6 separate regions of the Mus musculus genome follow, and regions 1, 2, 3, 4 and 6 are each linked to region 5. A link is a contact called in public HiChIP or PLAC-seq and promoter capture Hi-C data. All regions are on one chromosome and are shown on one strand. Each heading gives the region's core, a stretch centred on a gene start, on an enhancer-like site or on the middle of the called end of the contact. The rest is flanking DNA. Distances are from core to core; before and after follow the strand shown. Region 1 overlaps Epc2 (enhancer of polycomb homolog 2). Region 2 has its middle 49 kb from the start of Kif5c. Region 3 overlaps Epc2 (enhancer of polycomb homolog 2). Region 4 overlaps Kif5c (kinesin family member 5C). Region 5 holds the start of Orc4 (origin recognition complex, subunit 4). Region 6 has its middle 20 kb from the start of Kif5c.

Region 1 (4,797 bases), core at 1,744-4,243, 520 kb after region 5:
CTTTCCTGGAACTCATTTTATATAGACCAGACTAGCCTTGAATTAAGAGACCCACCTGCTACTGCCTTCTGCATGCTGGGATTAAAGGTGTGCACCACTACTACCAGGCAAAGGTGGCAAAATTAATGAAATGTTTATGATGTTACCTTCAAAGGAAGTGTATGTTTAAAAATACCAGAGAGGTGGATATTCTTCAGGTATGTCTCATTATTCTGAAGAACATTTTTGTTTTGTTTGTTTTTTGTATTGTTTTTGTATTTGTTTTCTTCATTTCAAAATACTGATTATCCAGGATGTGCTTAGTAAGAACTGGAAATCACTCTTACTAAGTCTGAATTCTTTAAATGGCATTCATAAATAGAAAACTTAAAGACTGGGTTGGTTATGACATTTTTTTTTTTTTAAAGATTTATTTATTTATTTATTATATGTAAGTACACTGTAGCTGTCTTCAGACACTCCAGAAGAGGGCATCAGATCTTGTTATGGATGGTTGTGAGCCACCATGTGGTTGCTGGGATTTGAACTCCGGACCTTTGGAAGAGCAGTCGGGTGCTCTTACCCACTGAGCCATCTCACCAGCCCTGGTTATGACATTTTAATATGGTACACACCCTGCACAAAAACATTGGAGATTAAACTATGCTACGTTGATGTTTTACTACTGGGTTCAACAGATTCTTTTTTTTTTCCCCATTTTTTATTAAGTATTTAGCTCATTTACATTTCCAATGCTATACCAAAAGTCCCCCATACCCACCCACCCCCACTCCCCTACCCACCCACTCCCCCTTTTTGGCCCTGGCTTTCCCCTGTACTGGGGCATATAAAGTTTGCAAGTCCAATGGGCCTCTCTTTGCAGTGATGGCCGACTAGGCCATCTTTTGATACATATGCAGCTAGAGACAAGAGCTCCGGGGTACTGCTTAGTTCATATTGTTGTTCCACCTATAGGGTTGCAGTTCCCTTTAGTTCCTTGGGTGCTTTCTCTAGTTCCTCCATTGGGGGCCCTGTGGTCCATTCAATAGCTGACTGTGAGCATCCACTTCTGTGTTTGCTAGGCCCTGGCATAGTCTCACAAGAGACAGCTATATCTGGGTCCTTTCAGCAAAATCTTGCTAGTGTATGCAATGGTGTCAGCGTTTGGAAGCTGATCATGGGATGGATCTCTGGATAGAAAATAATAGGTGTGATTGGAATTCAAGACTATACTGTTGAAACATGTACTAAGTGAAAAGGAAGATTCAAGCTGGCTGTGGTGGTGTTTGTATGTCCTTAATCCCAGCACTCGGGAGACAGAGGCAGGTGCATCTCTGTGACTTTGAGGACAGCCAGAGCTACAGTAGTGACAACTTGTCTCCAGACAAACAAACAAACAAACAAACAATAGAAAAGAATTAAGAAAGAAAAGGTAGATTCTGAGATACTAGAATCAGAATTTGGTTGAAATACAGAGCTGAGAATCCCACTGATCTTGGTATTGGAATGAAGACTTAATAGGCCAGAACTTAATGATGTTTAAGACCTCAGAGCTGCATAGCAAGTGTTATCAGAGAGTTCTAAGAGTTGTCTGGTGAGTCTCAAACCAGTGGAGAATGAACGGTCTCAGGTCCGTTCAGATTAGTTGATTTTCTCCTTCCCTCCCTTCTGCTTGATGATAATGGCATGAACTTGCAGTAGGTGTTAGGTAGAAAATAGTCTTGGTTGCTGTCTCGTCCCTCGTCCTGGGAGGAAGGCACTGAGGATGGAAGTGTATGTAATGCCCTTAACTACACTGAAGAGCTTGCCGTGTATTTTATCAAACAGTTTATTTTTACTATGTGTGTGGCTGAAAACAAAAGTCTGCACCCATGTTTGGGCATACCACTTGTGTTGTTGGTGTCCACAGAGACCAGAAGAAGGGGTAGGATTCCCTGGAACTGGAGGTACAGACAGTTGTGAGCTGCTAATAGGGCTGCCGGAACCAAACCTGGGCCTCCTGAAAAGCATCCAGTGCTCTCAGGCACTGAGCTATCTCTCTAAACCCAGCTTTTATATTTTTTCTGAGTTTTGGAATAGATGTTTACTTGTTTTCAGGTGCTTATTTCTGTCTATAGAGATTATCATGATTTTTCATTTTAAAAATAACATTGTGGATAATAGTCTATTTGAATATTTTCTTGTTTACTTGTTTCAAGTCGAGGTTGGTGTATCTCAGGCTAGCCTTCAGTATGTAGCCTAAGCTGTTCTTCAATTCCTGATCATTTTTACCTCTAGGATGATATATATATATATATATATATGTGTGTGTGTGTGTGTGTGTGTGTGTAATTTTTTTTCTGTCATACCCAGCTTAACTCTGGAGATAAACCCCATTTATTTGTGTAATAGTATATTTCAATACACTATTAGATTCTAGTTGCTCATTTTTTGTTTTGAGTGATTACATATATAGGGGATATTTGGTATATATGATTTTTCCAATTCTTTTCTCATTTTAGTATCAGAGAAATACTGTTCCATAGAATGAATCGGGGACAGTCCCTTCTCTTCATAATTTTGCAAAGTTTGGATAGAGTTGCTGTTGTTTTGAGTTAGCTATTTATTTGAAGACATCCTCCAGTAAAGCCTTTGCCCATGAGTTTTCTTTTTGTGGGTTTTAAAAGTATAGTTCAAACATGCCAGTGCTCGCAAGGCTACTCAGGTTATCTGTGCCTTTCTGAGTAAGCTTTAGCAGTTTGTTTCTTTCAAGAAATCTGTCCCTGAACTAACACAGAGATCCACAGCTTGGCAGTGTGCAGAGTGAAAGACTTAGGAGCACTCAGTCCTAAATGAGAGGTCTTCATCACACCCCTTCCCTCAGGGCTCTGGGGGCTCTGTGAAGAATAGGTGGGTAGATTATAAGAGCCAGAGGGTATGTATGACACCGAGAGAACTCGTCCAGACACTGTAGGATGGATGCACATATGAACTCATTCAGACTGTGGGAGAATGCACAGGGCATGCACAGGCTCATGACAGACCAGGTCCCATCTCAGAGAGGAGAAGTGGACATGGGCTCCTAGCCCTAACCTATAAACTATCTCCAGTTGACTCTTACAAGGGGAAAAATTAGTTTTGACCAGTGGACTTTCACTGGGTATATTAATCACACTTAAGAGTAGACCTCACATTTAACAGTAGATGGCCAGCACAAGACAAACAATGCTATTTTTGTGGTTTTTTTGTGTTTCTTAGTTGTTGTAATGTGTATTTCTAGTGGGTCCCCCCCCCCCAATTTTAATCATGTTTGTCTGCCTGTTTTCTAAAGAGAGAGGGGGAAGGGGGTGAAGTTATGTAGGTGGGGAGAATCTGGAAGGAGCTGGGGGAGAGGAAATTGATCAGAATGTATTATATAATCTGAGGTGGGAGGAACCAGAAGTGGGGAGAAGAAATGTGTCCCCGTTAGCTGATTGCCCAGTTTCTTGGCAGTAAATTGATTGGAATGTTTGCTGATACTGATAGTTTGTATCTAATTTTTTCTGTGACCTGTATTATCAGTTTTGTGAATTTTTAAAAAATTATCTGCCTTTCCTTTTATGTATTTTTCTGGTTTCTGTTTAATTGATTTCCTCATTTGTCTTATTTCCTTTCTTTTGCTTACTTTGCATTTAATTTATTCTTTTTCTACTCTCTTAAGGTAGATGTTCAGGTTATTGGTTTATTTTATTTATTTAACTTTTGTGTTTTGGGGGAATTAAGCCCAGGGCCTTACACATTGCTAGCCCAGGGTTCTCCCACTGAACTTTGGCCCAAATCTTTTTTTCTCATAAGTGTTGCTTTGCTGATATTTTACATTTTTTGATCTAATTACATTGTGTGTGTGTGTGTGTGTGTGTGTGTGTGTGTGTGTGTGTGTACACACAGGCATGAACAAGTATGGAGGTCAAAGAACAACTTGTTCAAGCTGGTTATTTTCTTCTACGTTGTAGGCTTTGGGAGTTGAACGCAGCTTGTCAGGCTTGCTTTTACCCTCTAGGCATCTTCAGGTTCTTGTTTTGATTTTCTTTCTTTCTTTCTTTCTTTCTTTCTTTCTTTCTTTCTTTCTTTCTTTCTTTCTTTCGTTCTTTCTTTCTTCTAATTCACAATATTTGTCACTTTTCTTTCTTTATCTCTTTGGTCCATAGTTGAAGAGTGTGTTTGGTTTCTAAATACTTAATGGGTTCATAAAGATCTTTGTTTCCCAGTTTCAATTTAATGCCCTTGTATCTTAGAATTTGTGTGACTTCATTCCTTGTAAGTGACCATTTAAATTTGTATTATGTTTACTAAAATACTCGGTATCCTTTTTAGATGAACTTTTGAACTATGCTCAGTGTATAGTCCATGTTGTCCTGGAGCTCTCTTGGGCTGGTTTGGCTTCCTGTATGTTAGCTGTCCTTGGCAGACAGGTGGCTCATGGCTTGTCATTTTCAGCACACTGGAGTCTCCACTGCAGCTTTCATGGCATCATGCAGTGATGCGGCTCCAGAGCTCCCACATGTTACTTGCTCTTAGCTCTCTGAAATCATGGAAGAAGAGTCCATGGTCTCCTCCCTCTTAAGTCTTTTCTATTTCCAAAGATGGGATGGACTCTTGTCCTCTTAGCAGGCGTTTTAGTATGCTGTTATTTTCTAGGAGCAAAATTCTTAGACCTTTTACAAGTTGGAAGCTTAGCTGGGTGGGGCTTGCCCTGAGGGTGCTTTCCTTTATTCCAGTGCAGAACAGGCCTCGCCTTAAAGCAGTGAATCTCCTTAGTGGTACAGTTCCTCACACCTGTCTCCTGAAACACTAAATAAA
Region 2 (5,086 bases), core at 700-3,199, 620 kb after region 5:
ACTCCCTAGGCAGAGCATGTACAAACCATCACAGTCTGTCTGAGAGGTCTGTTCACATGCTTCTTCTGTGGGTTTAATTTCTCTTATAATGAAAGAGACTAAGCATCTTTTCACATTTAAGGTACACTTTATGCCCCCTTACCTATTTTCTGTTGCTCTCTTCACCTTTTACGTGGCACAATGTTCTTAATATGTGTACATTGTGACATATCTCAGCACAGTCATCCTCTTTATAGCTACATATTATATGTAATATCATTTTTAACTGATGTGTTGAGGGTTTCGGATCATTTACACCGTTAGCATAATGCTACTATAGACATGTGTATCTGTTTCTGACTGTGTTAATTAAGTTTTTGAAGACTCCTCGAGCTCTTTCTAGCCACGAGCAAACCATATTACATTGTTAGCATTGATGTACAAGATTTCCAATTTCCCCATGTCCTTGCCAAGATTTACTTTAAAAAAAAGTTATGGCCACTATGGGTTTAATTTGCATTTCCCTGATGAGTAATGAAATTTAATACACTTAATGTGCTTGCTGGCTATTTTTGTGTGTTCTTTGGAGAAAGGTCTGTTGCGTGCTTTTTTTTTTTTTTTTTTTTTTTTTTTGGTTAAATTATGGGAATTTTGTCTGTTCGCTGAGACAAGATTTATCATGTAGCGTAGCCTTAGTTTGGCCTCAAATTTAAGGCCATCCCATGTCAGCTTCCTTAGTGTTGGCTCACAGGCTCTGGCGGAAAGTTTTATGTCAATTTGACACAAACTAAAGTCATTTGAAAGGAGGGACTTCAATTAAGAAAATACTTCCATAAAGTCTGGCTAAAGCCAGGCCTGTAAGGAATGTTCTTAATTAGTGGTTTATCGGAGAGGGCTCAGTCTATTGTGGGTGAGGCCGGCCACTCCTGGACTGGTGGTCCTGGGTTCTATAAGAAAGCAGGCCTAGCCAGCAGCAGTGGAAGTGCACATGTCATTAATCCCAGCACTAGGGAGGCTTCTGCAGTCTGAACTTGTTAGAGGCCAGCCTGGTCTACAGTGTGAGTTCCAGGACAGCCAAGGCTACACAAAGAAACACTGTATCCAAAAAAAGAAAAGAGAGGAGAGAGAGAGAGAGACGGAGATAGAGACAGACAGAGAGATGCAAGCAAGCAGGTTGAGCAAGCCCTGAAGATCAAACGAGTAATCAGCACCCTTCTATGGCCTCCGTATCAGCTCCTGTTTCCAGGTTCCTGCCTGGTTTGAGTTCCTGTCCTGACTTCCTTGGATGATGAACAGTGATATGGAAGTGTAAGCCAAATAAACCCATTCCTCCCCAGCTTGTTTTTTGGTCATGGTATTTCATTAGCAATAGTAAGACTGGCTAAGGCACAGGCCTCTGCCCGCACACTGGGCTCTGTGACAGTCCATCCTACAACGCATTCTAGATCCTCATGGGTCATATACCCTCTCTGCAGCTTGCATTTTCCGTTCCTTGAGAACATCAATGCCCAAGTCTTCAAATTCGAAGTTTAGCTTATTATCATTGTTGTGGCTTGTGCATTTGGGTCCCATTATCTAAGAATACACTATCAAAGCCAAGGGCACGGAGATTTCATCCAACGGCTTTTAGTCAGATTTTTGTGGTCATCGGCTCTCCGCTTATTGATCTGTTTGGATGAGTTTTGCCTAAGGTGTAAGAACAACTTCATTGCCTGTTATACAGGTTTCCCAGCCACAAGACTCCCCAAGCCTCACCTCTGGACAGAGAGTGAGGTGCCTGCCCTGACCCCTTTCCTCTGGGGTTCCTACAGGTCACCCATTCCAGCCCTCCTCAACCTTTGGGTTCCATTAGTGAGCCTGGCAAAAACACGGCCTCTGCCCTTGCTCTAAAAGCTCTGGCCCCGGTCCTTCATCCTGCAATGTCTCCCACACCCCCATCAGCTGAGCTGTGTTCCTGCTACTGACATGGTGCCAAGGCTTCGGGAACCCGTGCCAAGAAACCTTTTGTGCTAATTTCTATTCACGGTGCCATGCACACCTAACCTTGAGGACATCTGTGGAGCATATGTTCTCCCCAGAGCTGGCGGCCACACAAGAGCACTCCCGGGAGAAGACTGTTCAAATGTGGGTGCTGGGTACCCAGACCCTGGGCTTGTCGAGGACCGTGGTCAGTTCTTCCTTGCTGGTTTGGTTCTCTTCAGAGTTTCAGCCTCTGGCAGAGAAGAGAGGCACAGGACTCCGTGTAGGCTTGCTGCCTCTCCGGCTACTGCAGCCTGAGAACACTGTGAACTGTGCCTGTGCCTCACAGATGTTGTCAAGCTGTATAAACTAAGGCAAATCTCTCTTCAGTCCTCTCACCATCCACCTCCCCCATAGAGCCTTTCAGATCCTGATGTGTGTGCCATTTTCCAGCCTGGGTTCCCCTCAGCTTCCTTTGTCCCATTTGTGTGTATACAAGCTAGACCAAGATGCAAAAGATCCAGGGCCCCCAGTCAAGCTGCTCATGCCCCAAATGTGTGACGGCTGAAGACCATGCAGATTATACAGCTCCTGATGGCAGTGGCCAATGTAGAGGAGCCTTTCAGAATCCCACTTCATGACGTCATCTATTAACCCCCACCTTTCGTTTTCGCAGGGAAAGAGAAGCTCTGCTGTGTGGGTTCCTAGAGAGGCCCCCATGGGGAAGTGTCGCTCTGCAGACACACCAGTCAGGCAGAGGCCACCTCATATCCCTTTCCTTAGCTCAGGACCGAGATACCTTTCACCTGCTCTAACCACCGCAGGGCCACAAAGCAGAGAACTAAGGACAGCCCCAGACCCCGCTCTAGGGGGATGATTCACACTAGCAGGTCTAGGGCTGCGGGCCTTGCCCCACCCACCACACCGTGCAGAAAGGCAGGCAGTCCAAGGAAGGCTCTAATTAGGCTTTCTCCCTCTCCTGGCTTCCCAGAGTCCTTATATGATACCAAGCCCCCACCCCCACCCCTAGGTCCCCACCCCCTGGGATCCACAGGCCCAGTAAACTTCGTTTTCTTTGTAGTCATCTCTGTGTTTATGCATCTTTCCAAACCAGTCTAGCACTGTAAGAGTACCCTGATTTGGGGGGTTCATCTTCACACAAGACTCCGTGACATTCTGTATATTGCTCTGGGCAGTCAGCAAGAGCTGGTATTCAGTCTGTTTCTGTGGGCTGAGAAGACTTCCTGACACCCCCACCCCCACCCGCTTCTCACCATTCCACTTCTCTGACTTCCATTCACCCAGTATCCTTTCTGTGTGTCTGCAGACCTGGTGCATCTGGAGGAGGGGCACTGTCACTGGCTCTGACTCATTCTTCCAGCAGTCGCCTGGAACAGCAGCCAGTGGTCAGCCAAGCTGTGCTCTCAACTTTCACCTGCCCAGCTCACATACACCCCTACATGCCAGCAAAGAAATGACCAGTAACTAACTACATTGAGCTCTTCCCTACCAGTCTCTTGCTTGTAAATCGGGGGTTAGGGGTGGGGCTCACATTTTCCAAGAGAGATAGATGTTCCAAGACTCTATCCATGTCTCGGAATCCCTCAGAATCCCCTGGAGGACTTGTGAAAACACTAGTGGCTGGACCCCAGCCGCAGAGACTCTGCTGTAGGAGATCTGAGATCGGATGAGGAGTTTCATTTCTGCCATGCTCCAGGTGATGCTCATGCCAGCGGCCCATGGACCACCCTTGAAAGCCATTGCTCTGGCCGTGTGCCCTCAAGACCCCACCCATCCTTGAGATACCCCTAGCCCCTGGCTCTGTTCTGATGAACAGGGTCCTGAGCTTTCTGGAGAGAGTGGTTCTTGGTGAGGATCGTTTGGTTTCCCGGAAACAATCCTTATGTTCTATTCTGCAGAGCCTGATGGCTGGAAACAAGCATACAATGTTTTTGACACTCCAGCGACGATGGCAATCTATGCTCCGTGGAGTCATTCATGAAATGCCTCTCCTCCCTACCTCAACCAAGTGATAGCGGGGATCCGCTTCTAGAGTAAATAAGGATCACTGGGGCTCGTCAAAAGGAGCTATAAAGATCACAGGGAGGAACATCAAGACAGGTATTATTTTAGAAAAAGCTATTTGCTGGCAGTTGGGGAATACGCTCAGGCTTCTTAAGGCACAGATCTGTCAGTAGAACACTGCAAAGCAGAGTGGGGCCCCTCCCCCCTCCACACAGCGGCCTTCCTTGAAGCCTCATTAAATGAGAGCAAATTGAAAATTGTCGGTGAGAGAGAGCTGTTCGCATGAAACACTGAGACCCCTCTGCAAGTGTGGATTTACCAACTGGGACTGCCTGCCCGCAAGGACACCTTGGATGGCTCCCCAGGCTGCTGCAGCCTCCAGAATTGGACCTGGTTTCTGGAGCTGACGTCTGGGTGTGCTGCCTCCTGGGAGGTGGGGGTGGAAGACAGAGTGGATTTTAAAAAGAGTTCTTAAATTAAAACCTAAAGCCTCTCCAGTCTCACAGCGAGAACTGCGTCAGCCAGGCGCTCTTTCTGTGCGCAGCCTGGGGATGACGCTAATACAGGCTCAGGATGGTCTGCTATTTAATTCTTCCTGAGCGGATGGGCCAGCGGCTCTTAGGAGCCAAACCTTGAGCAGGGGACTCAGAGTACATTTAAAATCAGATGTCTGGTCATCAGAATCAGCTAAGGAATTTTTTAAAATATCGGTGCCTGAGTGCTTTCCCAGGGCCAATTAAATCCGAACTGCTGAGGTCAGCGCTCTGCACCAGACGGTTTTTACCTCACTTGCTGCCTCACGGTTGAACTGGTAGACAAGGTTGAGGATCACTGCTCAAGGCCTATCGACCACTTTCTGACTACACGACACTGGGGAGCTGTTTACCCCATTCTCTGACTGATCACACATGGTGGCTGTTTGTCTCCCAAAAGTACAGTATGTGGTCCCTAGATACTCAGAACCTAACAGAAGCCAGGCAGTGGTGGCACACACCTTTAATCCCAGCACTTGGGAGGCAGAGGCAGGCGATTTCTGAGTTCGAGGCCAGCCTGGTCTACAGAGTGAGTTCCAGGATAGCCAGGGCTGCACGGAGAAACCCTGTCTTGAAAAACAAAAACAAAA
Region 3 (4,452 bases), core at 702-3,201, 570 kb after region 5:
TGTTCAACAGAATTGTTTTTAACAGTTTGAAGCTTTCTATTTTACGATTCCATTAGAGGGTCAGGGAGATACCTAGCAGGTAAAAGCAACAGCGAGCCTGATGGCCTGAATTTAGGTCTCAGAACTTGTGTAAAAAGTCAGATGCAATAGCACAAGTCTGTAATCCTACAGTAAGATCATGGAATGGCTAGCAGAGATAGGAGAATCACCTTAAAGCCCCCATGCTAGTTAACCTACAGTTGACAGTGCAGCAGCAGAAACAAGAGAGCCTGCCTCAGCAAGAACCTACTCCTGAAGGCTGTCGTCTGCCTCCACATGGGAGCATTTCCATACATGCATACACATTAAATAAGCATAATCTTAAAAATAGCTTTAAGAAAATATGTTTAAAAATACCAGTCCTTTTTTATCCTCAGCTGACTGTCATGTGGACTAGAATACATGGGCTGAATTAGCAGTATATTCTTTTCCTTGTAGGAATTACATATAAGAGTAAAGTCACTATGCAGGCTGGCTTAGTGCTAGAAAATTCTTGTTGTCAACACTGGTTCAAGATACTGTCAACTCTCTGACAGATGCTTTCCATAAGAGCTCTGACATAGGCATTAGCGGGCTTATTTCTCCTTTATGGATTCAGCAGGTAAAATGTTTATATAACTGAAAATAAGATGTATAAAAATGTCCTTAATCATATGCATTGCCTTACTCCTCGAGAAGATTGGATCACTCAACTAGCTTTGTAGCAGGGTGTAAATGGAGCTGTCAGTTATTTATAATGAGCTCTAAATTAGAAAAAGATCAAGTAATTTCAAGGCTGGAAAACCTACCAGAAGTAATACAGCAAGGTTGTAATGGTTTAACTGAATGTAGCTTGACAGTGTTTACTATCATTAATCGTTTGAACACAGTGATGCTGGTGACCTCCTGAAGCCTACTCTTCTGTGATCTTTGGACCATGTGTTGACAGTGTTTGTTTAGCCTGCCTTATTTAGCACAATTAGGTTAGACTTCCAGTTGGAGCAATAGGAAAGGGCAGCCAAATTATAGTAGACCAATTAATTAACCTTAGACATCAGTACTATAGGCTTGGGAATCCAGTGATCACATCTATTCTGTAAATTTATGTCAACACAGGAACTCGCATGAGCTTACATGCATATGTTCCAGAGGTTGGCACCTGCTTTCTCAGTAACCCTCCACCTTACTTTTGAGTTGTAGTTCCTCACTGAACCTGGAGTTTGCTGACTGAACTGGACGAGCCAGCCATCAGTATGCAGGAGTCCTTTGTCACCAGCTCCTTGCACTGGGATTGCAGGCACACACACCCCCCATACCTTTTTTTAAGTGGGTGTCAATGCCTGACATCAGGTCCTCATGTTTACAAGGCCAGCATATTTCTAATTGAGCCATCTCCATAGCTCCTTATCAGATATTTTAAGTAGTGGAACTACTGCCTCCTGGACAAAATATGAATTCTTAAAATAACATCCCAGTTTAAGAGACTTTTGTTAGGTTGAATAGACTTCCATCTTCACCTGCCGTCACACTATCTAATTGTAATTATGTCAGTGGATCACATTTTCTGCGATTGCTGTAGTTTATCCTGATCTCTTTCTCAGATGTTTCCATTGGTGACATCTTGTGCTTTCTATTTAGCTTGTAACACTTCAAGAAGCAAAACTGCTGCTAAATGAAGATGATTATCTTATTAAAGCTGTATATGACTACTGGGTGAGAAAACGAAAGAACTGCAGGGGGCCATCCCTCATTCCCCAGATTAAGCAAGAGAAAAGAGATGGCTCTACCAACAATGATCCTTACGTTGCCTTTCGGAGGAGAACAGAGAAAATGCAGACTCGGAAGGTAATGTCCTATTGTAGTTTAACTGACTGTAGCTTGATAGTGTTTACTGCTTATTATTTGAACATAGTGACACTGATGACCTAACCTGATGAAAGCCTACTCTTCAGTTGATCTTTTGAGCACGTGTTGACAGTATTTGTATAGCCTGCTGTAGCAGTCTGATCACAATTAGTTTAGACTTCCAGTTAGAGCAATAGGAAGAGTTTCTTGTGCTTAGAACTTTCAGGTTTTGAGTTCCTCACTAAGCTGTATGTTCTCATGAATCACTTCTATTTGGAAAGTTGGGAATTTGAACACTAATTATCCTCATTGGAGGCTTAAGATTTTTGAAATAATATTCTAATTCCTGCAAATGAGAATAGGTCTTGCTGCCTGTAAGTTTATGGGGTAGGAAGTAAGGAAGAGTTGTTCTACCAATCCCCAAGAGTAACAGTGGCGGGAGTTTGTTTGTTTGTTTGTTTGATTGGCTCATTTTTTTAGTTGTGTCAGATTTCAAATTGACAGATATGTCTCCATGTCTCAATTCAGAACTGTGAACCAGAATTTAAGAGAAGTAGAATTTTGTACTGTGGAATTATATGTATGATATAAAATAAAATGAAAATATTGTTTCAGGGTGTTATTTACCACCCTGTATTTCTCATAAGAAACAGTAAATACTACTCATGGTAACATATTCTCTTAACATCACAAGGAATTAGGAACACATAGCTAAGTACTGAAGAATTATAATTTGGAACCAAGCATCGTCTGTGGATTCTAGTTTCTCCTGATGTTGAAAGCTTGTCTGACAACTGTTAGTATAACACTGTAAAGTATAGCAGATGTAGGCATTGTGTATTTTAGGAAAAATCTCCTACTGGTTAATAACTAGGAATTTTCTGTAGGAGTCTTTATTATTTTCCTAAACATCAGAGGACAAATTTTCCAAAAATATACGACTCACTATCACAGGCCTAGTTCTCAGTTTAGCACTCCAGTCTTAGCTAAGGAGATGTAGGGATTCCGAAGATATAACATTTTAACTAGAAAAGACTAAGATGAACTAGGTTTACGAGCACAGTTGAGCTTTGCTTGCATGGAGACTGTTGAGATGCTGAGAGAGACTTGTCGGCATTGGCGATCTGAACTGCCAGCTGCCTTTTAAAAGCAGTGTCATCAATTGGATTACATTCAGACATGGCTCTTGATAATCTTTGCTGGAAGGAAAGAAGTATTGTTCTTCTTTTAGTGAGTAAATGTGAAAATTGATATTGATTTGCATGTAAGTAACATCCTGGATATAAAAATATACTTTATTCTTTTTTAGCAGCATTGTATTGTGAGAACTACTAGTAACGTTTCTTAAAGTAGGCGTGTCACCGCTCCTTGATCACCAATAGCAGTTTCTCATAAAGGCGCTTCTCACCTTTTCCTATGTTACTTTCATTTCCCTTGCCATCAGGGTACTACTGCATTTCCTTTTCAGTGCTCTTTGCTTTTTATTCTTCTCAGTTGTAGACCAAATGGATTATCCCTGCCATGGACTGTGTGCTATTAACAAATGTTTATTGTGTTTCAAAATTAGAAGGTGCGAAAGTGTTCCTCGGGGTTTACTGCATACTAGGTAAAGAGGAGGGAGGCAGGAGGGAGCATGCAGGGATGCTGCTGCTGGTAACAAGGCCCTGTTTCCTTGTTTGCATCATTAAACTTAAAAACACTGCCTATGAAAAGAAAAGGACTACTGAAATGTTTACATGACAGTCTAGACTTAGCTATAACTCACTGAACTAAAATTAATTTGGGTATTAATAAGTACTTTAGGACATTTTTATACCAGATGATCTTATCTAAATGCACTAGTTAAAAAATCTAATCAGCATGTGTATTTAATATGCTAATTACATATATACAGTCTTATTTATTGCTTGTGCCATCTGTCTTCCTCTGTTTGGCTCAAAAAAAGTAATTAGGTGGGAAGGAAAACTCCCGGGTTCTCAGTTCTGCCTATGCACATCAGCCACCTGTGAATCGCCTTACATTATAGAGAGACATGCAATTGCTCGGAATGACAGTACTTACAAAATCATTTCCCTAGGGAGTTGATGGTAGGTACAGAAGTATAATATGACTACAATTAAAAGGAAAGAGTTAACCCTAAGAGGCTGGAGGGATGGAGCAGTTAAGAGGACTTGCTGCTCTTAAAGAAGACCCAAGTTTGGTTCACAGCTCACAAGTACCTGTAACTTCAGCTCCAGGGTAACTCAATACCTCTAACTTCTGTTAGACACCTGTATGCTTGTACACATACCTGCACACACAATATAGTTAAGATAAAACAAGAGTGAAAAAGTTTTTTTAAAGGAAACACAAGTTGGCCTAGAGCAGAGAGGCCGTTATAAACAGTTAGAAACTGGAAAATAAGGCCATTGGAAAAGATTAGAAGTAGTGTCAGCTTAGACTTCCAATTTTTAATGTTGATTATTTATATAAAGATAAACCTGGAAAAGGATTCTGCTGTTCAAGAAAATAAGAATGTTGGACCCGTAGTACTGCACAGGAGCCAACCTGTAGTTAGGTGGGAATGTTTAAGTATTAAACAATGAGAGT
Region 4 (4,873 bases), core at 2,123-4,622, 680 kb after region 5:
GCCTATAATGTAATGCGGAAACACATTGTAACTAAAATCCTACCAGCGATTCCCTGCTGACGAGCACCCGTTGCCTCATAAATTCTTCTCGAAAGTGTGCTTGGGTTGGATTGGCAGGTACTGTTGATTCCACTGGAGAGAGAGAAATGTTCTTCCCATCCTCACCTTGAAACAAGTGGGGGCTCTGCAAGGATCCAAGCCTTTGTGGAGGCTCGACCATGCACCCAGCGATGAGGGCTAATCAAGCTTCCAGAGCCAACTCTGCCAACCTTATCCTTTCTAATCAAGCAAAGCAAGGCTGGTGGTGCCTTTCCGCAAGGCACCTGAAAAAGCGCCATACTCTATGACCTTGCCTTGCTGCTGCATACACTTCCTGGCTTGAGTCAGCTTGTGGAATCGCCAGGGCCAGGCACATGCACGCTGTTTGTCTTCCAGCCATGGTCCTCGGCCTGGTCTGACCAGGGATTTGGAGAGGCTCATCCAGGTGTGTTTGAGAGATTTTCATCTTATCTTTTCATCCTTGGTTTGAGTTGGATATTGGGAAACACATTTTCAAGGGGTGAAGTGGGTATTTGAGAACAAAATTTGGTGCAGCACATAAAGAAAATAGTTCAGCTGTTTCTGTTTTCTCATTCAAAGACGAGAAGAATGGAGAAAACCACATTCAGGTAATGTATGTTTTGACACTTTTCAGGGTAACGTTCTTAGGAGCTGCAGACCAGTAATATTATTTTAGAAGCATTTTCTATGAAGCTCTTGGTTCCACAACACCAGACTGACAAGCCTCAGGGACCTGTCCCAGGTTCCGTACCTGGCTTTGCTCCAGTCCTTGTTTGCCCTTGGCCTCTGGAGGAGCCCGGAGCTGTCTGCTTAATTCTCTGGGGGAGGTTGTTCTGTAGTTTTCCTCAAAACCTGTCTGGAACCTTGCTCCTCAGAGGTTATTGATTTCCACCTGGGAACTGGGGCAAAAAACTGCTGTCTCTGACATCAGAAACTTGGGAGAGTCGCCGGGGGAGGGACTTTGTTTCTGCAGCTGCCACGTATTGCAAAGAGAGGAACAGTTGCCCGTCTGATTGACTGGTGTCTAGACCTCTCTTAGACTTGATTTCTGAAGGGCTAAGGTTCTGAATCAATACTTTCTCTATTTGACTTTCTGTGGGAAACTGAGGTAAACTGACCTCTACAGGGTCTAGCTTTTTGGGCTGTTTCTCTCTCCTTGTTAACTGGCTGTCAGAGTAGCTCACAAATTCCAGGCCCAGTCAAGTTCATGTAGGCTTGGACACCAGGGGAGTAGGGTGGTGGGATGAGAAAAGGAGGGTTTAGTCCTTATCAGCTGACCTTGAGTTTTATGTCTGTGTTGGGATGGCGGGTGCAGGGGTCCTACCTAGGCCATGACACATACCACGTGTGTCATGGGATCCCCATGGAAGGGTGAAGTAAGGAGCGGCTGAATTTTAAAGGGGATTGTGGTGTTCCTGGATCGCCGTTGCTATCATTATGATCCATTGAATTCATGATACCATCCAATAAGTTCATATTTACAGTATATGCGAGATTAGCTACAGCTACATTAGCTTTAGAAGAAAAAATGTGTAGCTCTTTCGAAAGTTCTAAACAAAACAGTACCAGCCATTATCTGTGTAGACAGGTAGGCAGCAGCATCCTGCGTACTCTTGAAGACAAACGGAAGCTACTTGTACATGCGCTGAGTGTCTGTGCTACACATGGCTCCTGGCAAAGGTTTCCTTCAAGATTTACTTTACACATTTTTCTGAGATCTAGATATTTGTCCAAAAATACCTGCAAAGGGGAAAATAGATCCCTGTTTGTCACTTCCTAGCCCTGGTGGCGAGCAGGGAAAGGTGAGCTCTGATTCTCTTTGGCTGGCTGATCTAGAAACCTGTGACTCAGTTAAAAGGCTGTCTCAGAAGCTGGGCAGTGGTAGCGCTCGCCTTTAATCTCAGCACTTGGGAGGCAGAGGCAGGTGGATTTCTGACTTCGAGGCCAGCCTGGTCTACAGACTGAGTTCCAGGATAGCCAGGGCTACTCAGAGAAACCCTGTCTTGAAAACCAAAAAAACCAAAAACCAAACCAAAACAACAACAGCAGCAACAACAACAACAACAATATAAATCAGAGAGAGAGAGGGAGAGGGAGGGAGAGAGAGAGAGAGAGAGAGAGAGAGAGAGAGAGAAAGAGAGCCCCAAAGGAAGACATCCTGAGATGATCTCTGGCTTTGGCACACACAAGTGATTTTGTGCACCTGTCCCCCAACTCCAAAGTCTATATAAACCAAATATAAAGTAGTACCAAGTAGGTTATGGGGAATTTGATGTTAAATACATTCATTGTCACTCAAAAATGTTTCCATTTTTAAAGAGGTGTTTTGTGCATTGCCCAGTCTGGTGGCCACTGGTCACATCCAGTCTATTGAACAACTTGGAATACTGCTCATCCATGTAGGGATGTTTGGTAGTTGCAAAATATATACCAGACACTGAAGACAGTATTAAACAAAACCACAATAAAACAGCACTTCCCTCAACCAAACCAACTAAAAACCCGCAGTAAAAGACGTTGTTAACATGGATGAGACACATTACACCCTGCAGAGGTATTTGGGGTAGAATGTGTTAGACTTTATTTTTGCTTTATGAAGATGTGACTAATACGAAATTTAAGATTGCATCTGGGCCTATCATTAGTTCTCTTGGATAACACTGCCCCAGCGTTTAGGCACAGTGTTCTGACTTTGCAATCATAGGATTTCGTTCCTCTCTGGTGTATTGAGGGCCTATTGTATACTCAGCTCAGTTAAGCATTGTGAGCCCTGCCATCAACAGGAAGGAAAAATGAACCTTGTAAATACCTGTCCAGAGAAGCCTTGCTGAGAGAGAGAGAGAGAGAACACTTGGTTCTCTGTTGGGGACAGCAGGCTGAGGGACCAACACTTTGCCCCTCCCTCATCTGGAGGAATCCACTCTGCAAGTGTAAACTTGGCTCTAGTTGCTTTGCAGTCTCTGTAACCATTTTCTACATTCCAGTTTGTAATCATCAGTGTCCCTTCCCATCCCATAATGCTGGGTCACTTTTGAGAAGTCCTGGGAGCAGCAGCCCAACGGTGCCCCTATTAAGGATAAGATTTCTGGGGACTGGTGACTAACAATGAAAGAGAGCACAAAAATGTGCCTGGATCCCATGGGTCCTAGGAAATGCCACCATACTGCCTTGCTTCCTGGCTCTGTGGTCAGCCCTGCATTAGCCTTGCAGCCAGTGTTTGGCAGGAACTCCAGGCCTAGGTCCTTGCCTGTGCCTGTACAGCTCTGGAAGCTTAGAGTACTTGGGGTTGCCTCCCTGGGAGACTTGCTTGCAATTTCCAGGCGAGAAGCACCACAGTGACTGGAATCTGCGATGTACCCTCTGTCCCGGTCCTGTCGCTGGTGTAGGAATGATGAGACCTTTTGTCCTGGGAATGCATTTTCCATTAGCATGGTGACTTCTAATGAGGTCGCTCTGCCGAGTGGGATAAAAGCGTCCATTAGGATGTGGGGGTCGCAGAGCTGGACTGTGGTGGGAAGCCAAGGAAACCCTTTGTCACTCTCTGGTGCCTTTTCTTTGTGTGTGCATCGGTTGGAAGAGCTTGCCTTGACAGTGAAGAAGGCTGCATAGCTTTTTGCAGGAATCTGATTAAGTGTTGAAAATTTACTCCCCTCCCCGCAGGCCCCTGGTATCTGGATCAGTGCAGGATTGATCGATCCTCTTTGTAAATGGTGGAAAACCACAAAAAGGGCAATGCAGGCACCGCAAAAATCATCGCAAATTTGCCGTTTAATATTCCTATCCTCCCTTCTCCTGTTGGTTTGTTATTGTTAAAAAATGTACACCAACCCTGGATATACAAGTTACCCATGTTACTTGTATATGTGGTATAATATCTTCACAATGCTACTTTTCAGTGATTGCTTAATGTCTACTGGGCTGCCATAGCAGTGTGCTCACTGTCTGTGTATTGTGGCATGGAATTCTTCATCTTGCACTTATTTCAGATCATACTTGCTGAGCGGCTCTATGCGTGGGGCTATTTTCAGTAGCTCAGTTATTTCTACAGAATTCATTAACTAGAAGCAGATTTCCTGGGTCCAGTGCGGCGAGTACATAAATCCGATCCTATTAACTATCAGCCTATTGTTTTCCGCAAAGGCTCTACTGATTCCTACAGCCTTCAGGGATGTATGACTGGCCAGTCTGGCAGCAAATCCATGTCTGAAGTAAAGGAACTGAATCATTTGAGAGGGTGATTGGTATGGCACTGGTCTAGTGAAAATCCATAGGGATTTCCTCTCCTGGTCTTTGCTGGTGTGTATGTGTGAGTTCCCATCCTGGCAATATAAAAGGACTGATTTGGGGCATCACTGTGCCATATCCCCAGTATCCAATGGCTGACAGAACAGAGTGGAGATGGCCACTTATATTTGGAATGACCTCAAGGCTTTTCTCACAAATCCTCAGATGTGGTTGTTTCTCCCATTGCACTGGATAAGCATTAGCTTGTATCTAGCAGCACCCATGGGAGCACTTTACTAGATGACCTGGTGTGTGCCATGCTGACCGAGGTGGGAATTCATGTTGCTGGAGGGTGGAGTCACACTACACAACACCAAAGAGATTACTCCACATTTTGAAGGTTATATGTCATGTAGGGACCAGACCGGCACTCTAGTCCTAGAAGAGAGCATATACTAGTCCCACCTTCTAGTGGGTGCCACTGGCAAGCCCTAGTCTGCAAAGGCAGCCAGAACCAACTGAATTGAGTCAGACAAATAGAAGGAAGCATGTGAAGAGGTCCAAGCAGTGCAGGAGGTAGAGGGTGTGA
Region 5 (4,717 bases), core at 686-3,185:
TTCTGAAAACAGTCAATATCACCAGTACAGAACTTTACTCAACACAGAGCAAATTATAAAACTACCCTCATTAGATTGACAAAATTAAAAGCTAGTTGTTGGTGAGAAGGTACAAGTAAGGCTCGCTCACACCTGAGGCCGGGGGATGAGACAGCATGCCAGTCTAAATGTTTGGTGAAACTGAAGACAGCCACATACAACTCATAAAAATACATAGCTATATTCACATAAAATTATGTAGTATTCAGATCATTATTATGTAGCTATGTAGATCATTTAGTAGTAAAGAAATGAATACAAGTCAAAGTCCATTAAGACTAATGGTGGCTTAGTTATAAAAACAGTGCCTTTACCTTAGAAACTCTTACACCACAACAAAAAAATATATAAATTACAGCAAAATGTATTAACAGGGTCAAATCTCAGCCAGGTAAATAAAGGGTCCGACTTAATAGGGTGTGTGAACTACCTACCTACAAGCAGATAAAAAGAGGCCAATTGAGAATTTGTTTAGAAGCGCTGACATACATTTTTACTAAAAGAAAAGCAGTGAATCACAAGAATCAAGATAATAGTAAGGTGGCACCAGAGGAAGAGAGGCCTGGAAGCAATTAGTGGGCCTGTTCCTGCCAGCTGCTACCCATGTTTTGGTTCTTGATTCATAGTGGTTACAGGTTATGTATGCTACAGTCGTTCTCTACATCTGTGTTTTGTGCAGTTTCCCACACACTTAGGCCATTACACAAAACAGGATTTAAAAGTTTTACCTAGGTCATAATAGTTTTCTATAAGAAGATTGAGACTTGGTTTTCTAATAAAAATTTTAGGGCACTGGAGTTTTGTTTTGAACCCATCTGACATAATTACCTCCCTAGGACGAAGGAAAAAAAAAAAAAAGCACCGTGCAATGGATACATTAAATAGCGTACTGTATAGACTTGCACCAAGAACAATTCGGGAAAATGTGTAACTTTTAACAGACTGAATCCTACTGAGCAGAACTAAAATAGTTAAGACTAAGTAAGAGTAAGTGCGAAGATCTCCGATTTTGAATTTTTTTTAATGTAACTTGGATTATTAAAGACGAGGTAATAGTCCTCCGATGTATCTTGACAAAAACCAGCTAAAAGACTAACGAAGAAAGTTAAAATGAAAAAGAAGCCGTTATTTCACTATAAAAAAAAGAAACACCCAGACAAAAAGCTTTCTCTTTAGCTCCACAAGAAAAGAATATTTCAAGGCTTTTCTTTTTTAGTGACAAAACTCTGTATGAAAGACCAAACAATCCCAAGCATCCTCAAACGGGCAGTCTTTTGTGTTTGCAGCATTAAGGCAGAGAGCATGCAGGGAGCCCTCACTCAGACCTTTCCTGCCCGTTCCTTGCCTACATGCCTACAGCTTCTCCAAAATCCCAAAGAAAACAGAAAAGTCAGGAAGGCAGGATGTGTATGAGCAAGGCTACCGCAGAAGCTGATCAAAAGGCACACATCTGGTTAGGTTTTTCCAAATATGTCGCACGCTCTAAAGCAGGTAGTGCTTCTCTCTCTGCAGAGAACCTGACCTCTCAACACTGCCCAATCATGTTCCTCACCCAAAAGCCTTCTGTAGCCCGTCTCTGCTGAGCTCTGTGCCCGCTTCGTCCACAGCAGCTCCCGGAAGCCGAGAGCCAGGGGCAGGCCTCCTGCTTTAGGCCTACCCGGCCTGCACGAGCCTCCCACTCCCCTCAGATTGTCCACCCGCCCGTAGCCACTGCGGCCCTCACCTTGCCTACGAGACCGGCCTTACCTCTCCCAGTCAAGCCTGCCTAAATCGGGCAAAGCCGGCCGCCGCCGACGGTGAGGACCGAAGGATGTTCACCACCTTCTCAGTCCCGCTGCTCCTACTGCAGCCCACCGCGCACAGCAACTCCCAGCATGCACGGCGACCGGCCGGCTTTGGCGGCCCCGCCCCCGCTCCGCCCCACCACGTGACCTGCTTTCAGGTCGGTCCCCGCCTACTTCCGTCCCTCCGCTCTCCCAGAGGAGGGAGGAGGCAGCTGGGGCTGCTCTAGAGTAGCAACTTCCTCCCTCTTCCCGCCCCCGCCCGGCTACCCCCTGCTTACAATGGCTTCCGGGTCGCCAGCGCCTTGGAGCCTTCTGGGAAAACCATCTCATTTCCTCCCCTCCCCCTCCTCCTTGCCTTCCACCAACCAGCCTCCCGTCAGAACGGGACATGCGCAGTGAGTGCCTCCCGTCTCGTCTCCCCGAGCCCCCCCTCCCCCCCAAGCAGAGAGACCCCAGCAGCAGCAGCAGCTGATGATGAAGAGAGAGGCAGTGGCAGAGGGGGGGCACCTTTTATTTCTATTTTTAAAGGGACAGGACACTAATTTTACCCCACTTCAACCTTGAATTGAGGGGGGTGGGGGGAAGGCGGCCGAGTTCCTCCCCCACCCTCCAGCTCTGAGCCCCGAGTGGGGGAATTGAGCCTGAGAGAGGAGAGGAGTTTCTTCTTCTTAGAAAAACCCCCATCCACGACTCCTACCCGCTCAGCCCTCCACACGCCTGCTTCCAGAGCCCCCTCCACCCTCCTTCTCTGTGGCCGGGAGAGAAGGAGAGAAAGAGACCAAAAGCCTCTTAGCAACACAGACCCTTGGCTGCTGCTGCTGCTACTGCTGCTGCTGCTGCTGCTGTTGCTGTTGCTGCTGCTTGGCCCTGGCTGAAGACATCTCCCTACACCGGGAGCAGCCACTTCCCCAGCTCTCCTCCTCCTCCTTCGCCTCCTCCTCCTCCACTCCCCCCCTTTATTACCCTTTGTGTCATCCTCCACAGCTCCAGGGAAGGCACTCAAAAGTGGGGGGCAGGAAAGGTAAGTGTGTCTGTGGGGGCTCCATTGCCTTCCTCTGGCTCTGACTTTCACTCCGGGGCAGCAGTAGCACCAAACCTCATACGCAGTGGAGCTCCGGGGTGAGGAGGGGGTGGTGCTGGGGGGGGGGGGAGTGAAGGAGGGGCGGGAGTGAGGAGGGGTGTGTGAGGTGGGGTGTCCACCCTGTCAGGGAAGGAAGGACACTTTTATTTTTATTTGCTGTTGTCAAAAGTGCTTTCTCCAGCTAACATCTGATTGTGTCTTGCTTCACTGGGGGAGAATACAAAAACAACCCCCTCCTTCCTCCAATGAGGCGCCAGGGAAAGAGACAGAAAAGAGGCATACTTTCTGGATGTCACTTAAAAAATTACGTTTGGAGAGATTTTTTTTTCCTCTTTCCTCAGGAAAAGCTGCCTGCATTTGTTTCTGAGTGGGAAAATGTCGGGATCTGAATTGTGTTGGAACTGCTTTAACCAGTTGTAGACCTGAGTGTTTCTCTCTCTTTGCTTGTCTGTGGCTTGGATATTGACTTTAGTGTTGAAAGACTTGACTGGTTTTACGTTAGGTGTTTAGCTTCTCCATTTTTCATTTTGTCTGAATGGCATAGCGAATTTCAAATTTTACTTCATAAGGCCTTTGGTTGGATTTTACACTTGTCTCTCTCTCTCTCTCTTTTTTTTTTTTTGTAAAAAATATTTGCTTCATGTTTGACTATATATTTAAAGCTTAAAATGCTTAAAGTTTAAATGCCATTGGTATTCTCTTTTCCCACATACCTTTCTGGTATTCATTTTCCACAACATGGAAATATTAGATATTTCATAACTAACTTTTCCCCCTCTAATCGTTGTAACTTGTCTGAACAAGTAATCCCCATTGAAAACTTTATGTTGTTCTTGCTGCATAGAAGGCCAGATATCCCCATCAATATTTTGCTGGATTGGTATCACTTCAGTTTTAACTGAATTATTTATTTACTGTTGTAAACCGAGAAGAGGTTTTCATCTCAATTTTTGTTGTGAACAAATTGTTCACATATGTAACAAAATTAATTTCCAAAATAAACTTTAATGAGTTAAAAAATCATGAAGTTGTAGTTTGTTATAGTTGGCAACAATCGAAAGGTAAATCTAGATTTAGATTTATAGAGTAGCAGTCTTGATTAAAAATAACTATTCTGTATTCCTATATGATATATTCTTATGGCTTTCATTTTATAGTGCTATATTTTCTTTATATTTATATATTATACCTATATTTCAAAATAGAGCCAAATTTTATTCCAGCAGTACTAAAAATATATTTCTGTTGTAGGCCTCATGGTTACAGCTTACATTAGGAGGTAATATTTTGTTTCATTTATCCATTTCTTTAGCCTTCTTTGAAAATGGATACACACATTCATATTCTATCTGTATGCTTCTCTTTCACTTTATAAAAACCGCATTGGTTTTTTTTATTCCATAATTTATGTCAGCAATAGAAAAACAGTCATTCAATCAGCAAAAAGGATTGAAGAAATAAATCTATAAAGACATTTGGCATGTGATCTTTGACGTAGTAGTACACTGTGATGATCCTTTTTTTTTGTTTCATATTTTTTGCTTGATTGTAAAGCCAAAACATGATATATGCATATTTTAGTAACCTAAAAGTACTTCATATGTAGAACTTGTCTAGTAAAATTTTAATTACCAACCATATATAAAAGTAGACATTTACACAGAGAGTGGGGAATTATAGCAGTAATCAATATGGTCCTAATTCTTTGATTTCTGTTATGAATTTGAACACTTTTTTTCACCTTTCTCTGAAATGTGATTGCTTCACTTAAGCAGAAATCAGTGCTAATCCCAAGTTGTTTCTCCCATAGTAA
Region 6 (5,128 bases), core at 2,192-4,691, 650 kb after region 5:
CCTCCAAATTCTCACCTGGAGTTCCCGCCTTGACTCAGTGAATTTTTTCCTCCTTTGGTTCAGAGAGTTTTATTATGGTAACAAAGAAACAAAGTAGTATAGGGTTCACACAATAGAATGTGATTTTCTTTCACAGTTCTGGAAACTGGAAGTTTAAGGTCAAAGTTGTTTAGTTTGGTGAGGGCCATCTTCCTGTCCTGTAACAAATGTTCTTATTGTGTTCACATGGGTAGAGAACTCTTTCTCTCTTCATTTTCCATAACAATATACCTACTGGATTAAGACTACAACTTTGCTGAGCCTGATGGCTCAGATCTATAACCATAGCTACTCAGGAGGCTGTGTCAGGGGAATTGGAATTTCCAGGACTGTCGGAACTCACGATCCACAAAGAACCCCAAAGGACTCTAAACTTACCAACCTAGTGAAATGTCATTCCGTCCTACACATCCTGTCTCCAGATGAAGTCACATGAGGTTCAGGGCTTATGAACTCGAGGGAGACCACAATTCAACTTATACTCTATAGTCACATTCTTTGCTATATAATATTTTAGTCTCCTCTAAGTGTATCTGGCTTCAGCTATGTGGCCTGATTTGATCAAGGTTATCAACTGTGAGGCAAGAGAAATTGTAAAGGTGTAAGTGTATGCTCACTGGTTATCTTGCCCAGTTGTCTTGGTCAGCCTTGGGTCTCTGACTCTGCGTGAGGGTGATCCTGGCCAACCCTGTGGAGCCAAGATCACATCAGATTCAGCAGACAGACATCCAAAGCTTTGAGCCCATGTCCGAGGGACCTGGCAGAGGTCAGCAACACTACCCAGATAGCCTGTGGATTGTGAGAGATGAATAGTTGTTTAAGGAGCTGGGGAGATGGCTCATGAGTAAAAAAATGTACCTACTGCTCAAGCACAGAGTTCAGATCCCCAGTATCAAAACAAACAAACAAGCAAGCAAGCAAGCAAGCAAGCAAGCCCTGTGTGGTGGTTGAGAGTGAGGTGAAGACAGCAGATCCCTGGAGTTCACTTGATGGCCGGGGTAGTTGGATCCATGAGATCCAGGTACACTGAGAGACCCTAGCTCAAAAATTAAGGTGGAGTGTGATGAGGGAAACAGGACACATTTGACATTGACCTCTGACCTCTGGCTCACACATGCACAAGCATGTGTGTATACCACACATGTGTACGTACTTACATGAACACATGCACAGAAACACACACACACGTACACACACACATGTAGAGTCAACTTTTGGGGTGGTTGATTACCTGGCAAATCCTAATCCCCTCTCTCCATCCATCCACCCCTCTTTTATGATTTGTGTATACATGTATGCTGAAGCTTATGAGTTGGAGCTTAGTTCCAAGTCCTTTGAAGTTCTAATCACCTGAGCTAGAATAGAACTCCGTTCCTCACTGACAGTTTACCTTCCTTACGTCTTTAGTTACTGCTTATTAATGCTTGGCTATCATGTCCTATACTCATGGGTTTATTGGCTAGCTCCATCTGGCTTGGAGCCCATCTGATCACCTAAGACTGTGGCTGGCACTTACCAGAAACTTTACAGATAAGCCAAGAGTGAACGAATGAGCGGTTCTTTCAAAACCCTAGAACAAGATCTCTATCCTATACGTAAATGTGCTATGTATATGCCCATATTTACACATACCAACATATAAGCTTAGTGCTTATAGCATAGAGCTCACACTGTGAAACAGTAGAACTCACTGTGGGGCTAAGGTTTTGCTGAGGTGCCAAATGAATGCCAGTAAAAATGGACAAATAAACAGGTCAGACTATTAGTTTTCGTTAATCAGAGTTGTGGAGCCCCACACTGCTGATGTAAGTACTGGAGGAGTAAGGGGCCCTTTACACAGGCCTGGGAATACTTGCCAAATGGCTGCAAGCTGTTGCACTGCCCACAACTATGTGCTTACAGGAGCAGAGTCTGCAGTCCTCTCTGATGATGACAGGGTTGGCTTTTTCAAGTACCATCCAACTTCATCTGTTTTCTGGGTTAGTTCAGAGTATCTTATTCAGTTAGTTCCTTGGTATTCCAATGGTCTCTTCCTCTCAAAACGAAAACAGGTCATGGAAAAACACACTAACGCCACGCTCCAGTGCTGGCCATCCAGAGACAAGTGAGTCGGCTGGTAGAAGTAGAACGTGCCAGCACAGGCTGGCTGTGGCCATTTCGGGACTCCTTTAGATCTAGAAGGTGGAGCACTCACTTGTGTTAGGACTGAATGGCATTGTGGAGGACAAAGCACTGACTGCCCCCAGCGTCTGTCTGAGGGAGGATCCAGGGGACAAGGTTACCCCCTAAGTCTCACTGTTATCAACAGCATGGTTGTGTCCCAGGACTTGCCTTCCTGGCACATGGCTCCCCACCCTCCACTTCAACCCACAGATTACTGGGTCACTTATGGCACCCATGAGTGTTGAAGAGGACATTGTCCTGGTTCTGGATTGATTGGCTGGCCCTGAGCTGAGACACTAAAACAGAGGGAATGAGCTTCTGTCACCCTCCAAGTGGCAGGGATGGCAGCTGAATCTTCTGTGGAACTGCTTGAAGAAGGCAAGGAGCCCATACGTAAGAAGAAAGGAAGACAGGATAGACTCAGCAAGCAGCAAAGACCAGATGAGGAGAAACTTTGCAGCACCCAGCTCCCTGAATCCAGTTCACTTCTGAGTCTAGCTGCAGTTTTAGTCTTAAAACTCTTCAAGAATATAATCTATTCCTTCTCTGCTTTTTTGCTTTAGGTAACTTACATATACTTCTATTGCTTGGAACCCAAAGACTCTTGACTGACTGTCATGGCTTAGGACTCTCCATCCTTGGAGTTCTTGGGAACTCCATTTCTGGGCCTGGCATAATGCTATCCAGCCGACAAGGCCATAGGCATCATCTGTCAATGTCAGAAGGAGCCCAAAGGTTGAATACTAAACATGGTTTGCCTAGAGATTGTGAGACCAAGGAGAGAGGGCCAGAGTTCTATTAGGGAGAGGAAAACGTCTTCCAAATGCTATTTCTAGATCCCAATATTTCCTAGAGGGCTTGAATAATGTTTAGGGCCTTTTTTGTTCTGTTTTGTTTTTAACCTGTGTATTCTATTTATGAACTCCCAGGGGCTTTCCACTGCCCGGCAAAGCTCCCAGCAGCTCCACCTGCTTTTCAAGGCTCTCTAAGACTTGGCAAAATTTCCAACTCTAGTTCCAAGATGTCTTTACATAATGTTGCAATTCTTGTCTCCCTTGGGGGCGGGGGTGGGTCACATGCTCATACCCTGATGCTTCTGCCTCTGACCGCAGGAGGTTCATATCTGTACATGTGTCAAGTTCAGATTTATGTTGCCTTCCTAGAGAAAACACACACACAAATCCTACCTCCTTACCAGTAGGACGAGTGAAGGCTGCCTCCCTTGCTTACTTTGGAGCACACAGTCCTATTATTCTTTGTCATCCTTGCCAATTTAACAGGCATTCCCCTGGTTACTAATGAGGCCAAATAGCTTTCCAGGCATTTCCGGGTAATTTATAATTCTTTTGTGTGTTGCGTTTTAGTGCACCAGGCTAGCTTTTCTCCTGTGCATTTACAACTGTCATATTGATTTGTAAGAATTCTTTATTAAAGGTATTGACTCTTTGTTATGTACGCTACAAAAAGAAAACCTTCTTCAGCCGAGTTTTAAAATTTATTCTCTAGTATGGACTTTGATGTATAGGACTCCATTTTTAATGAGGTGTATATATTGCTATTTTCCTTTGTGACTGCTGTCTTGAGTATGATATTGCTTAAATGGTGATATATTTCTATAGCTTATACTTCAGACCGAGGCTGTTGGAGAAAAGGGTGTATTTTGGTTCAAAGTCATATTCATTCTTCTACTCTATGCTCCATCCTGTGTAAGAGATCCAGGAGTACGTGCTTGCTTGTTTAAATGGTTCCCAGTGGGCATTCCCCTGACTACTCACTCTCTGGAAGCCTTTCCATTGAATGTCCACTAAACCAGTGACACGCTTATACTAACTGGAAAGTGGTTTCCATTTTCTCATCCACTGTAATGATGCCTACTACTGAGGGATACCCACATAAGGGGGAACTAAGAGTAGCTTCTTGCCAATGACCATGAAGCACCTTAGAAGTGGATTCTTCCCCATTTGAGCCTTAAAACGCCTACAGCCCAGCTGTATGGCAGAGCCTTGAGCCACAGGACCGAGCTACAAGGGTCCAAGATTGCTGACCTAAAAACGGCAAGTGTTTCCTGGAGAGCTGAGGTGACTTGTTAGCAGCAACAGATGACAAACACAAGTGTCCAAAGGCCCCTTGTAACTGTGTGCTTCCCCTTGACCTCCATTGAAGAAAACCTCAGCTCATTTATCATTTAAAAAAGAAAAGAATATGCTATGGGGAGCCCCACTCCCACTTATCTCCAGGGTCTCTGACTATGTACTTGGAGTTGGTTTGCTGTTGATGCCACATTATCTTCATGGTGGGTGTCTTAGTTACAATTTCCATTGCTGTGAAAAAATGCCATGACCAAGGCAACTTTTATAAAGGAAAACATTATTAATTGGGGCTGGCTTACAGTCTCAAAGGTTAAGTCCACAATCATCATGGCGGAAAGCTTGGCACAAAGAAGTGGAGTGTTTTGCATCTTGATCCACTGCAGCCAGGAGAGACTCCACAGGGGGCAGAGCTTGAGAACTAGAAGTCCTCAAAGCCCATCCCCACAGTGATGCACTTCCTCCAGCAAGGCCTATTCCAACAAGGGCATGCTTCCCATGGGCCAAGCATATTCAAACCACCACAGTGGGCAATAGAGACTCATGCTTCTCCTTTCTTCTTCCCACCATCTAGGAGACAGAATGCTGATTGATTGCTTGAGAGCACACTTTGTCTTTTAGAGCATGGTATTATAATTGGGCCACAAACCTGGGACCTACATGGAGCTGGGCCACTGGGTACCGACTCTGTCAGGGAGGATTCTTCTCAGAAGAAAGGAGTCACATAGGGTATGACAGGAGAAAGGACTCCTTGTGGTTGCAGGGCATGAGAAACTCAGCAATATGAAGTTTCCAGTGAATTTTTATGGTGCTTGATGTGGGGTGTATAACAGATATAT

The links. Promoter capture Hi-C pulls out the DNA fragments that hold promoters and counts their contacts. HiChIP or PLAC-seq counts read pairs in DNA pulled down with a chosen protein or histone mark.
Region 1: a contact with region 5 is called in a promoter capture Hi-C map of liver, with 2.2 times the contacts expected there. The contact joins the enhancer-like site here to the promoter of Orc4 in region 5. A contact is called at or near these places in 5 of 39 promoter capture datasets (the C10 cell line, the HPC-7 cell line, hematopoietic stem and progenitor cells and 2 more) and 3 of 9 other capture datasets (adipose tissue, liver and macrophages).
Region 2: a contact with region 5 is called in an H3K4me3 HiChIP or PLAC-seq map of forebrain, with 5 times the contacts expected there. The contact joins the enhancer-like site here to the promoter of Orc4 in region 5. A contact is called at or near these places in 1 of 39 promoter capture datasets (hippocampal neurons), 4 of 115 datasets of contacts at active chromatin or transcription factors (the 230-238 cell line, astrocytes, forebrain and 1 more) and 2 of 9 other capture datasets (adipose tissue and liver).
Region 3: a contact with region 5 is called in a promoter capture Hi-C map of liver, with 2.8 times the contacts expected there. The contact joins the enhancer-like site here to the promoter of Orc4 in region 5. A contact is called at or near these places in 8 of 39 promoter capture datasets (the 3T3-L1 cell line, the C10 cell line, embryonic stem cells and 3 more), 2 of 484 Hi-C or Micro-C datasets (CD4 T cells and the HPC-5 cell line), 5 of 115 datasets of contacts at active chromatin or transcription factors (astrocytes, embryonic limb bud, embryonic stem cells and 2 more) and 3 of 9 other capture datasets (adipose tissue, liver and pancreatic islet).
Region 4: an H3K4me3 HiChIP or PLAC-seq map of embryonic forebrain shows a contact between it and region 5, with 10 times the contacts expected there. The contact joins the enhancer-like site here to the promoter of Orc4 in region 5. A contact is called at or near these places in 5 of 39 promoter capture datasets (the 3T3-L1 cell line, 3T3-L1-derived adipocytes, cranial neural crest and 1 more), 1 of 484 Hi-C or Micro-C datasets (regulatory T cells) and 3 of 115 datasets of contacts at active chromatin or transcription factors (astrocytes, embryonic forebrain and embryonic stem cells).
Region 6: a contact with region 5 is called in a promoter capture Hi-C map of 3T3-L1-derived adipocytes, with 4 times the contacts expected there. The contact joins the enhancer-like site here to the promoter of Orc4 in region 5. A contact is called at or near these places in 5 of 39 promoter capture datasets (the 3T3-L1 cell line, 3T3-L1-derived adipocytes, hippocampal neurons and 1 more) and 1 of 9 other capture datasets (adipose tissue).

Annotation. Positions count from the first base shown.
Region 1 is chr2:49,467,473-49,472,269 of GRCm38.p6, forward strand. The region is part of intron 1 of Epc2 (enhancer of polycomb homolog 2); the gene reads left to right. Among named protein-coding and RNA genes, the nearest start is that of Epc2, 18 kb to the left of the region's middle. Within about 2 kb of position 2,994, at least 13 of the 459 cell types and tissues checked have an H3K27ac peak or open chromatin away from gene starts, as enhancers often do. A contact at or near this core is called in liver, where this site is marked.
Region 2 is chr2:49,568,067-49,573,152 of GRCm38.p6, forward strand. No RefSeq gene overlaps it. Among named protein-coding and RNA genes, the nearest start is that of Kif5c, 49 kb to the right of the region's middle. Within about 2 kb of position 1,950, at least 69 of the 459 cell types and tissues checked have an H3K27ac peak or open chromatin away from gene starts, as enhancers often do. A contact at or near this core is called in forebrain and hippocampal neurons, where this site is marked.
Region 3 is chr2:49,520,815-49,525,266 of GRCm38.p6, forward strand. Epc2 (enhancer of polycomb homolog 2) reads left to right here. Exons shown (of 14, transcript NM_172663.4): 4 at 1,657-1,863. Among named protein-coding and RNA genes, the nearest start is that of Epc2, 72 kb to the left of the region's middle. Within about 2 kb of position 1,952, at least 10 of the 459 cell types and tissues checked have an H3K27ac peak or open chromatin away from gene starts, as enhancers often do. A contact at or near this core is called in liver, where this site is marked.
Region 4 is chr2:49,629,984-49,634,856 of GRCm38.p6, forward strand. The region is part of intron 1 of Kif5c (kinesin family member 5C); the gene reads left to right. Among named protein-coding and RNA genes, the nearest start is that of Kif5c, 13 kb to the left of the region's middle. Within about 2 kb of position 3,373, at least 44 of the 459 cell types and tissues checked have an H3K27ac peak or open chromatin away from gene starts, as enhancers often do. A contact at or near this core is called in astrocytes and embryonic forebrain, where this site is marked.
Region 5 is chr2:48,947,332-48,952,048 of GRCm38.p6, forward strand. Orc4 (origin recognition complex, subunit 4) reads right to left here and starts at 1,936. Exons shown (of 14, transcript NM_011958.4): 1 at 1,786-1,936. It overlaps Mbd5 (methyl-CpG binding domain protein 5), which reads left to right and starts at 2,177. Exons shown (of 17, transcript NM_029924.2): 1 at 2,177-2,218.
Region 6 is chr2:49,597,145-49,602,272 of GRCm38.p6, forward strand. No RefSeq gene overlaps it. Among named protein-coding and RNA genes, the nearest start is that of Kif5c, 20 kb to the right of the region's middle. Within about 2 kb of position 3,442, at least 28 of the 459 cell types and tissues checked have an H3K27ac peak or open chromatin away from gene starts, as enhancers often do. A contact at or near this core is called in 3T3-L1-derived adipocytes and adipose tissue, where this site is marked.